Regions from separate parts of the Mus musculus genome. Here all the other regions are linked to region 2. The links are chromatin contacts, called in public Micro-C and promoter capture Hi-C maps. All regions are on one chromosome and are shown on one strand. Each heading gives the region's core, a stretch centred on a gene start, on an enhancer-like site or on the middle of the called end of the contact. The rest is flanking DNA. Distances are from core to core; before and after follow the strand shown. Region 1 holds the start of Prkcd (protein kinase C, delta). Region 2 holds the start of Spcs1 (signal peptidase complex subunit 1 homolog (S. cerevisiae)). Region 3 has its middle 7.2 kb from the start of Mir3076.

Region 1 (3,332 bases), core at 680-3,179, 380 kb after region 2:
AATAAATATTAAAAAAAAAAAAAAAAGAATAGGGTCCCAAGCCAGGCGTGGTGGTGCACACCTTTAATCCCAGCATTCGGGAGGCAGAGGCAGGCAGATTTCTGAGTTTGAGGCCAGCCTGATCTACAGAGTGGGTTCCAGGACAGCCAGGGCTACACAGAGAAACCCTGTCTCAAAAAAACAAAACAAAACAACAACAACAAAAAGAATAGGGTCCCTTAGCTGATGGAAAGGGCATAGATGGGAAGAGCATCAGGGAGTCACAGATGGGAAGAGACACAGCAGAGACAGGTAGAGGAATGTTAATAGGAAATGACCCAGGAAACAGCATGCTTACAAGCCTGATGTGAGGCAGAAGGTTCCAGAAGGAATCCAATTTGCCCAGTCAACTTTGTGGGAAGAATCCACTGTCATGGGGTGGGGACAGTTATCAGGACTGGGGACTTAAATACTAATTTTCAAACTGGGTCCTCTTTCTTTCAGGGTAGAGGGAAGCAGCAGCCTTCCTCTTTCTACAGAAGGGACGAGTCATTGTGGTTTCCTCTCTCTAGCTCAATCCCCAATGTACATTTAAAATAAGGTTTGGAGCCCCACATCTCTGCCAGGGTCCCCCATCCCTGGAAGTTTCAAGCCTCCACGGGTGGGGCAGCACTTCTCTTTTTATTTTTTTTATTTTTTTATTTATTATATGTAAGTACACTGTAGCTGTCCTCAGACACTCCAGAAGAGGGAGTCAGATCTCGTTAAGGATGGTTGTGAGCCACCATGTGGTTGCTGGGATTTGAACTCCTGACCTTCGGAAGAGCAGTCGGGTGCTCTTACCCACTGAGCCATCTCACCAGCCCCTGCAGCAGCACTTCTCTTGATCTCAGTCGGCAAAGAGCTGTCTAGACTTCTATTCCTTCTAGGTAGTTTTCCAGAAGGAACTTAGGTATCTTGGGCTATTAGAACCCTCTTGTATCCTCCCAGGAAGAGTTCTCGTTTGTTTGGTTTTGTTGAGACAAGGTCTCTCATGAACAGGCTGGCGTCCACACTCTATTCTCCTGCTTTCTCCCCCTGAGCACTGGAGTATTATTCTGAGCCTCCATCTGTGGTTTACTCTGTGGTGGGGGTCAAACACAGCGCTCTCTGCGTGCTAGAAAAAACGATCATCTGCCCAGCCCAGGAAGTCATTTCTTTGGGTAAGTATAATGTAACAGCTTAGTGTTCTGGGCTTTGGGGACAGAAAAATGGAGTCCCTGGCTCCCATTTGGTGCTCAGACTTTGGGCCCAGGGGACCCTTAATGAGTGAATGAGTTACAGCTGACAATCAAATCCCTCTTATGAGCTTGACTGAGCAAGGGGAGCTCTGAACCGTGGGCTCAGGAAAGACAGTGAGATGGGGGCAGAGGCAATTCCCACAATTGTCTGAGGAGCAGTGCTGAGACAAACTGGCTAGAACCTCTCGCCCTGGAGACCTCCCAGCTCCTTCTCTCGGGCAGGACTGGAACCGGCAGGCCTGGCGGCGTGGCTCTGCTCAAGCCAGCAGGAAGAGGAATGAGGCCAGGCAAGGCGGGCCAGCTGGCCAGTGGGGAGTCCCGGGTGTGGGCGCAAGTAGTTGGGGAAGCCCCGTCGGTGCCTCCTGGGCTCCATTGTGTGTGCAGTGCTCAACCCCACCCCCCAACTTGGCCTCGGAGTCCTCCTCTATAAATTAGTCCCCTGAGATGGGATGGCCTGCGTGCCACTGGCAGGCGAGGCGCCACAAGAGCCAGAGACGGCTAACAGATCTGGGGACCCAAGGACTTGCAACTCAAAGAGGCTGAGACGCGCTGGACCCCCAGCTCACGTGGGCGGAGCTTCGAAGGGGCGGGCGCCCGTGGGGCGGGTCCTGAGTGGGGGCGGGACCGGGGCCGGCACCTGGGTGAGGTCGCGCAGCCCCTCCCCTTTGCACTTCCGTGTGCCGCGGCGCCAGAGCAGGAGGCGGCGGCCGCGGGGATCCCGCGAGCGGCCCGTGGACATCTACCCTTCGAGCCGGGACCCGGGAGGTCCCCACTGGCCTCCGGACCCGTCCGGATCAGACTTGTGCCTACCTCCCCGTCCACGCGCATCCGGGAGAGCCGCGCCACGAGACGGACCCCGGCTCGCCGGGACCCCTGGCGCCTGGCCCTGCGTCGGGAGGTGAGTGAGAGCTGGGCCCGGGCGCGGGGTCCGAGTTAACTCGAGGGCGCAGCGGCCTTTCTCCCCCTTTTCCTCGCCCGTAGTCTCCATTCCCCGCTTTCTTCTCTGGCTCCTGGTTCTGAAACTGAGAAACTGAGCCAGGAGCAGCCAAAGTCCCGCCGAGCACGGAGACCCGCCGGTGCCTCCATACCCTGGTCGGTCTGACCCTCTCTTCGACGGCTGGAGCCCAGGCCCGACTACTCCCAGCATCTTTAACCCCCTACTCCACCCCTGTGTGTCTTTATCCCCGCCGAGGGACCGTCCGATCTTCTCAAATCTCTCAGGGGACTCTGCACATTCGTCGGTCCCCACCCCCTCTTGCCTGGTCCTCTGCTCCCAGGCCAGGTCTGTTTGCCCCTCGCCGTCCGTGTACTCCGTCTCCCCACCCCCACCAGATCCGCCGTCCCCTCGACCCAGTCCTCCCAGAGCCGCACCCCCAGCCCACGCTCGCCTGCCCCTGCCAGTCCAGTCTCCGGTCCTTTTCACCACCGGGCGGAGGGCGGGCCGCCTGTCTCCCTAGCCTCCAGTGCTTGGGTCCCAGGCGGGCGGACTCTCACGGCGCCGCCTCCTTGCCCTATCTCTTCTTTCAGTCTCGGTGTCTTTCTTGGCTTTCCATCTGTCTCTGAGCTGGGCGTGGCTCCAGCCTCCACCATTCCCCTGTCCTCTCTGATCCCCCGTGTCCCTTCTCCGGGTGGTCTCTGCCTGGTGCTGTCAGTCTCTGTCCCACTGGAGAGACGCCACCCCCTCTGGGGGCCCAGTAAGGTGATGAGGACAGCAGTGACGGGAGTGCTCTGCCCTGCCGGCTGGCAGTGGAGAGGGAGCACCATCACAACTGCTCCCACTTCCCCAACTCTCTTATACAGGGGAGGGGAGAGAAGGGAGCCTCACTCAGCACCCCACTCAAACCTGGAGGACTTAGACTGAGTGGGGGAGATCCCTTTTTCCTTTGGCCGCTACCCTGGGCCCTCGGAGGAGTCTGGCTTCTGTTGCTGTAGTATCTGTGTCTGGACTTGTGAGTATAGTGTGTATCTTGTCTCTTTGTGTATTATTTGTCATAGTGGGACTTCCCCTGTGAATGTGTCCTTTTTCACGTGTGACTTGCATATACTTCATGGCTGTCTGTGTGTTCTGAGGCT
Region 2 (3,486 bases), core at 832-3,331:
TAGCACCAACTTCTCGCCATTCCTGGTGGATCACACCCATCCGCACACTAGCATGTTCTGGTGTCTTCCAGTTAAAGCAGTAGAGGTAGAGGAGGGTGGAGAAGATGGAGCACTTCCAGAGGACTGACCCACAGGTCCATGTCTCTGCCTCCCTCACACTAAATGTCTCAAATGAGCTGAAATACTCTTCTCTCTGTGTGTTTCCTTCCTCTGTTCTCAGATGTTTGGTCTTATTTTCAAACTGCTCTTGCGGAGGTCACCAATCGCATCTTTCTGTGCTCTCCTTACACCGACAATCTTACTCTTCCTTCCCAGTTATGGAATGATCGCATGTGTGCATCTGTGAGCTGTGAATCTAAGTTCCACAGAAACAAGGAGTTAAATGAAAATGTAATTCTACTGCTGTATCCTGTCACCTAAGGCCATCCCTTCCAGAAATGCAGCAAGCATGTGACATTTGTGGAACAGTCCTGGATTTGCTAATCCAGGAGGAGTCCAGATCTCCAATAAAGAAGAGCTCTTACTGCAATCTTAATCATCACTAACATTAAATTCCAGAATATGGAAAAGCATGAGATTCCTATGGAGCTGTTGGGTCAAAAGGAACAAGGCAAAACCATTTTGTTTTTCCATCTTTTTATAGTTCAAATACTATATGGTCTGTAAAACAAACTCCCGTCCTATGAAGTGCACTGGTAGAGATACAACCCTGAGGAATGAGAGCCTATTCATATGTACTAAGGAAAGTGTAGGGAAGGAGAAAAGAAAAAAGACCCTTGAAGATTGTTGTAGTCTTTCATTGTACTGGCTCTAAGGTCCGAAGTGTCAAGGGGGTCTGTACTTTTCTGAATGGTGTCAAAGCACAAGAACACTTGGACATTTTCACACACTTAACTGGCTATGCCCCACTTGTCTTTCACGATCAGGAAACGTCCCCAAAGCCCAGGTTACACTTTCCAGAGCTCTATCACATAGGTGCTTTCCCCCCGCAGCTAATTCAATAGTCACATTACTGGAGTGATGTGGACATCTTCCTTGACACACTCCAAGTTTCCAAGTTCTAAGTCACAACTGTGCTAATCAAAATTAACTAACTAACTAATGGGTTGGTAGCTCCATGGATGTGTAGATGCTGGCATCGGCTACTCACCTCCCAGTCTAGAGTGTCTAGCATCTCGCCATCTGTGCCTGACTGCATGCACAGCAGAGTCCACAGAGGCAGCGGGCCCCAGAGGATGGGATCCCCAGAATGGTCTGTCTGAATTCGGCACCCCATCTAGCTCAGTCATGAGGGAAGGGCTCACGCTTTGAAATACACAACCCTTGAAAGACAGGGTTAAGGGAACCCCTTGGCTGGTCTTTTTTTTTTTTTTTTTTTGGTTTTTCGAGACGGGTTTTCTCTGTATAGCCCTGGCTGTCCTGGAGCTCACTTTGTAGACCAGGCTGGCCTCGAACTCAGAAATCCACCTGCCTCTGCCTCCCGAGTGCTGGGATTAAAGGCGTGCGCCACCACGCCCGGCCCTTGGCTGGTCTTTACCAAGAGGGACTGGCCTGGGAATGAGCCATGGAAACCGGCAACCAAAAAGTTAGGCCGAATTTGGGACCCTCTACATAGGGGCACGGAAGCTCAATCCACGAGATGTGGGGCGACTTGGGCCTCGCAGCTCTTCTCCGAGGCAGTCTCCTTTCCCTGGAGAATGTGGCTTCGTTATCTTCCCTAACTCTAGAGATCATTAGTAGCCTCCTTACGCTTAGGAGTGATGGGGACGTGGTGAGGCGCTCCGGGGATCCCGCCACGCACTGACAGGTCAGGTTAGAGCCGCGTCAGACGAATCGTCGCCTTCCGAGGCTGGGCGCAGTCGCCCTTACCTGCGCTGGGAGGAGTGGCCGCCGCCCACGCCCCAGCCCGCCCCGCCAGCTCAGCGCTCGCTCCGCAGGCCCCAGGCCCCGGCCCACCGCCGGGCCGTCCGCGTCCGCTGCTCTCTGGCCGTGGCCCACTGGCCGGCGAGCTCTGCAGCAGCCACGTAGGGCCACAACCCCTAGTTTGACTGTGCCTCCCTCTGCCAGAAAGCCAGGCGCAGCAGGCGCCACGGGGCAGCCCCGTCGCCCGGGTCCTCCCCGAGTAAAGGCCGTCGCTATGGAGACGTGGAGCGCGCCGGCGGCCGTTAAACTGGGGAGGCGCAGCCCGCAAGTGATTCCTGCCGCAATTACAGCTCCGGGCGGCCAGGAGCGCTGACCGGTGCACGATGCTCCGGCCAGGTCGCTGCCCCAGCCCTCGTGAGCAGTGTACAGGGTTCTAGGAAAGCTAAGAGACGTACCTCCCTTGTCGATGGCGCGGGGCGGGGCCAGGGGTTGTCCGTGCCCCTCGGAGACATCCGCTTCCGGGGCCACGGCCGAAGTGAAACGCTCGGCTGGTCGGCCTTGCTCTCGATATCGACCCCCGCAAACTTTACTCCTTAATAATCGGCTACGTCCGTTTCGTTGTCGGTATCGGTCTTCAGCAACCATGCTGGAACACCTGAGTTCGCTGCCCACCCAGATGGTGAGGGCGCGCGTCCCCGATCCCCCGCACTTCTCTTTGGAGCCTAGCGACTTCTAAGCCCCTCACCCTCACCGGAGCCACTCCTAAGATTGGCTTCACTTTCCCTTCTCTTCCCCAGAATAGATCCCCTTTCCCGTGGTCTGTTAAGATGCCCAAGTTTCCCTGGGAAATTACATGTTTGCTTCCTTACTCTCGGGCCCTCCTGGTGTTGAATGCTGCCTTATGCCAACGCTGAGTTCCCTACGAGAATTGCAGTCCTTTGGCAGTAGGACCAACTCGTCCTCTTCTTTTTCGTCCCTAGGATTACAAGGGGCAGAAACTAGCTGAACAGATGTTTCAGGGGATCATTCTTTTTTCTGCAGTAAGTATTGCATTACTTTTAATTCTTAACCCCGCCTCTCTTGGTTTGAGTGCATTTTATATACTTTGTTTCTTTTCAGATAGTTGGGTTTATCTACGGGTACGTGGCTGAACAGTTTGGGTGGACTGTCTACATAGTTATGGCCGGATTTGCTTTCTCCTGTTTGGTAAGCTATTTGTGGTATTTGCGTATTAGCAGTAGCGTAAGTTTTCTGACTCAGGAGACTTGGTTGGACCTACCAGTGAGAACCAGAATCACCTCTTTGTTCGTCTTTCCCATTAATGTTTCTGTTCTCTATTATTTGAAAAGTAGAATGTTAAGTTGTGTCCGATGGCCTGCGCTACATAAAGGTGTAGAGCTTTCTAATTGTCTTTTGCATCTCCTCTAGGCAGTAAAATGAATATGCCAGGGGCTTCGCTTTGCTCACGCAGCCTTCATATTTCTTTTAGTTCTTAAAACTTGTATGTGTAAACACTTAAGGCTTGTTCTCACTCCCTGACATATTTTGTCTCATTAGTTTGTTAATCTTTAGCATGGTGGTTATTTGGGGATCAGACATACTAAATGATCATTTAGACCTTGA
Region 3 (3,577 bases), core at 430-2,929, 420 kb after region 2:
GCCCTCTGTCCTAACCCTTCCGGCTGGGCTTCTTCCCCCTGGTGGCTCTTTCTTCTATAATCCAGACATCTTGGTCTCTCCCTCCTTCTCTCTGCACATGTTTTTTCTCTCTTTTCCCTCCCTTCTGTCTCTCTGTGGCGACTTCTCTGGGACCAGTGGACAACTCCCCCTACGCCCCCCACCCCCAGAGGCTCCCAATAAACCTGCCAATAAATCTGGCTTGAATTGGCTCATTTCACTGGCAGAGAAATAATTTATCACCAGGGAAACTTCTAGAAGCTGATCTATCCAACTCAAATTGTTGTGATTATAAAAAGATAAAAATAGGCGGGCAGTGGTGGCACACGCCTTTAATCCCAGGACTTGGGAGACAGAGGCAGGCAGATTTCTGAGTTCAAGGCCAGCCTGGTCTATAGAGTGAGTTCCAGGACAGCCAGGGCTACACAGAGAAACCCTGTCTTGATAAAACCAAAAAAAGAAAAAAAAAAAAAAAAAAAAAAGAAGAAGATAAAGAGATATTAAGATATGTTCTATGGGGGTGTGGGGGGAAGGGTGTGTGTCAGTGGGGCCCAAGCTAAGGCATCCCTTCTCCCTGAGGTTCCAGCCACACGAAGGTATCATATAGAATAGAGTTTATTTAGGGCATGGGGAGGAAAATTAAGAGAGTAGCAGAGGCAGAGAAAAGCAGAGAGAAGGAGAGAGTAGAGAAGTAGAGGCCAGCCATGACCACGTGGAGAGAGGGGGTAAAGGAATGGGGAGAGAGGGGGAACAAGGGGGCAAGAGGCAAGGGAGAGAAGCAGGAGTAAGAGAGAGAGGAGGGGGCAAGCAGCCCCTTTTATAGAGGTCCAGACCTACTTGGCTGTTGCCAGGTAACTGTGGGGTGGAGTCCATTCAGACAGAATACACAAATAAAAACCCCCACCCTGTGGCACCTCGGAATAAATCCTAGCTTCCCGGCAATCCCCCAGTGACCTTGCTGGCTCCTGAGCATCTGCTGTGCCTCAGCCCCAAACTCTCAGTCACTCAACAGTGTCGCCCTCTTTCTTCTCTGCTTCCTATGCAGGCCAGGCTTAGGGTTAAAGACAAAAGTCAAGTCTGACCACAAGAAAAACCGGAATTCAAGCAGTGGGCTGAGAGAGCGCACAGTGGGGAGGGGCTCAGCAGAAACTTCCAGGGTTTTTTTTTGTTTTGATTTTTGTCTTTTTTTTTTTTTTTTTTTTTTTTTTTTTTCCAGAGACAGGGTTTCTATGTGTAGCCCTGGCTACTGGAACTCACTCTGTAGTCTAGGCTGGCCTTGGAGACAAGGCTGGCTTGGTATTTAATGGTCTACAAGACCAGGTTGGCCTTGAACTCAGAGCTCCTTCTGCCTTCGCCTTCCGTGTCCTGGGATTAAAGGTGTGTGCCACCATGCCAGGTCATTGTTCTTTTTCATTAATTTTTGTTAGCGTATAAAATACTGGGTTTATTATGACGTTTTTATATACATACATGTATTGCTATGCTTTGCTCGTACATAAAAAAATTGGGGCCTTTATTCAAAAAATGTTTATTAAAATAGTTATTTAGGTTAGATTCAAAAAATAAGAAGTGTTCCGATATGACTTCTTTCTGACTGTGTGGTTATTTAGTTCTCATTTATCCGTCTACCCCGTGACCTTTCCTCACCTCCCTCCCTTCCTCCAGTTAGCTCTCACTTCTGTTTTTCCATTACATCAGTTTCATTCTCTTCTGTTTCCCACCCTCCCTTAAGAGCTCTCCCACTCTCACGATCCCTTTTCTAGCTTACTGACCTCTAAACATACCCCTGAACACATATATGCATCCCAATTTAAATATAATTCTCGTATACAAGAAAACAGGAAGTGACTCTTTCTGAGTGCTGTCACTCAGTCCTCTGAGTGACAGCTGCCATTGCCATCAGGCCAGCAATGTCTGCTTTGGGGAGATGGGGAGGGAGAGCAGGGGATGGTCATTCCCCACCAGGGCCCAGCCACTCCCTGCTGCTCCTTGGAATGGTCTCTATGCAGATCTGCTCTAGCTGCAGGTTGCCTATGGGTAGGAGCTAGAGGACATATACAGAAGAGGAGAGTTAGGTTAGCTGTTGTAAGTGGGGTATGCGGCTAGGGAGGAGCCATAGTTCACGATGGATAAAGGCTGGTTTGGGGTCCCCCACACTCTTCCCAGCATCTCCTCACTTACAGGGAAAAAAAGCAAATTCAAATTTTCTTTTTTCTTTTTCTTTTTTGGTTCTTTTCCAGACAGGGTTTCTCTGTGAAGCCCTGGCTGTCCTGGAACTCACTCTGTAGACCAGGCTGACCTCGAACTCAGAAATCTGCCTGTCTCTGCCTCCAAAGTGCTGGGATTAGAGGCGTGCGCCACCACTGCCCGACAAATTTGAATTTTCTTATCCCACCCTTCTTCGTTGGCTCTCACAGATGTGGTTATTGCTCTCCATTGTGGGTTTGTTTTTTTTTAAATATTTATTTATTATATGTAAGTACACTGTAGCTGTCTTCAGACACACCAGAAGAGGGAGTCAGATCTTGTTACGGATGGTTGTGAGCCACCATGTGGTTGCTGGGATTTGAACTCTGGACCTTCGGAAGAGCAGTCGGGTGCTCTTACCCACTGAGCCATCTCACCAGCCCTCCATTGTGGTTTTTAAACTCTCCTTTTTTCTTCCTTCCTTCCTTCCTTCCTTCCTTCCTTCCTTCCTTCCTTCCTTCCTTCCTTCCTTCCCTTTCTTTCTTTCTTTCTTTCTTTCTTTCTTTCTTTCTTTCTTTCTTTCTTTCTTTCTTTCTTTCTCTCTCTCTTTCTCTTTTCCTTCCTTCCTTTCCTTCCCTTCCTTCTCTCTCTCTCTTTTCTTTCTTTCATGTGCATTGGTATATGTGTGTCTGTGTGAAGGCGTCAGATCTCCTGGAGCTGGAGTTACATGCAATGGTGGACTTCCATGTGGGTTCTGGGAAATTGAGCCCAGGTTCTCTTTAAGAGCTGCCAGTGCCCTTAACTGAGCCATCTCTCCAACCCCTCCGTTGTGTTTTACTATGCAGCTGGAGCCCAAGACAAGACATTCCTATAGCTTTGGACTCCTCTGTACTTCCGGACATTGTTAGTCCCAGTCCAGGGGGCTGGGAATGTCTCTCTCCTGTGTCAGGCTTGGGCTCTTGAGGGACAGCTCCTGGGACAAAGTTTTCCTGCCTTGTCAATTGGACCAAAGGGCTCATGCACCCCAAGGCAGTGACGACTTAGCCTATGTCCGTGCTGCAGGGCCTCCTCCAATCGGCACTCAGATGCCTGTGGGTGAGTTCCTGTTTCTGCACCATACAGAGGGTCAAGAAGCCTGGCTTGAGGGCGTCTACTGAGCCACCACGTGGGCTGGAGAAACCTTGTGGTGCCGCAGGCCCTCTGGTCCCTTCTGCCTGCGTAGGAAAGAGTCTCTAGAGTAGATGGGCAGAGATTAGGATGGGACAAACAGCCAGACACACGAGTGGTGTTGGATCTGAATGTAATTTACCAGTCGAGCATCAGACTTTTATAATACAGAATAAATTGCAGAACAAGGCACATTGAATTATTC

The links. A called contact is a pair of places that touch in the nucleus more often than the background predicts. Capture Hi-C pulls out chosen DNA fragments and counts their contacts.
Region 1: a promoter capture Hi-C map of adipose tissue shows a contact between it and region 2. The contact joins the promoter of Prkcd here to the promoter of Spcs1 in region 2. A contact is called at or near these places in 2 of 39 promoter capture datasets (embryonic stem cells and liver), 1 of 484 Hi-C or Micro-C datasets (the HL-1 cell line), 6 of 115 datasets of contacts at active chromatin or transcription factors (the 230-238 cell line, bone marrow-derived dendritic cells, effector CD8 T cells and 3 more) and 2 of 9 other capture datasets (adipose tissue and liver).
Region 3: a Micro-C map of embryonic stem cells shows a contact between it and region 2, with 2.1 times the contacts expected there. The contact joins the enhancer-like site here to the promoter of Spcs1 in region 2. A contact is called at or near these places in 5 of 39 promoter capture datasets (the C10 cell line, embryonic stem cells, hippocampal neurons and 1 more), 1 of 484 Hi-C or Micro-C datasets (embryonic stem cells) and 2 of 115 datasets of contacts at active chromatin or transcription factors (large pre-B cells and pro-B cells).

The regions. Positions count from the first base shown.
Region 1 is chr14:30,624,805-30,628,136 of GRCm38.p6, reverse strand. It overlaps Prkcd (protein kinase C, delta), which reads left to right and starts at 1,929. Exons shown (of 18, transcript NM_011103.3): 1 at 1,929-2,157.
Region 2 is chr14:31,000,261-31,003,746 of GRCm38.p6, reverse strand. Spcs1 (signal peptidase complex subunit 1 homolog (S. cerevisiae)) reads left to right here and starts at 2,081. Exons shown (of 4, transcript NM_026911.3): 1 at 2,081-2,542; 2 at 2,844-2,903; 3 at 2,983-3,069. The coding sequence starts at 2,330. It overlaps Glt8d1 (glycosyltransferase 8 domain containing 1), which reads right to left and starts at 2,314. Exons shown (of 10, transcript NM_029626.2): 1 at 1,750-2,314.
Region 3 is chr14:30,577,568-30,581,144 of GRCm38.p6, reverse strand. No RefSeq gene overlaps it. Among named protein-coding and RNA genes, the nearest start is that of Mir3076, 7.2 kb to the right of the region's middle. Within about 2 kb of position 1,679, at least 67 of the 459 cell types and tissues checked have an H3K27ac peak or open chromatin away from gene starts, as enhancers often do. A contact at or near this core is called in embryonic stem cells and pro-B cells, where this site is marked.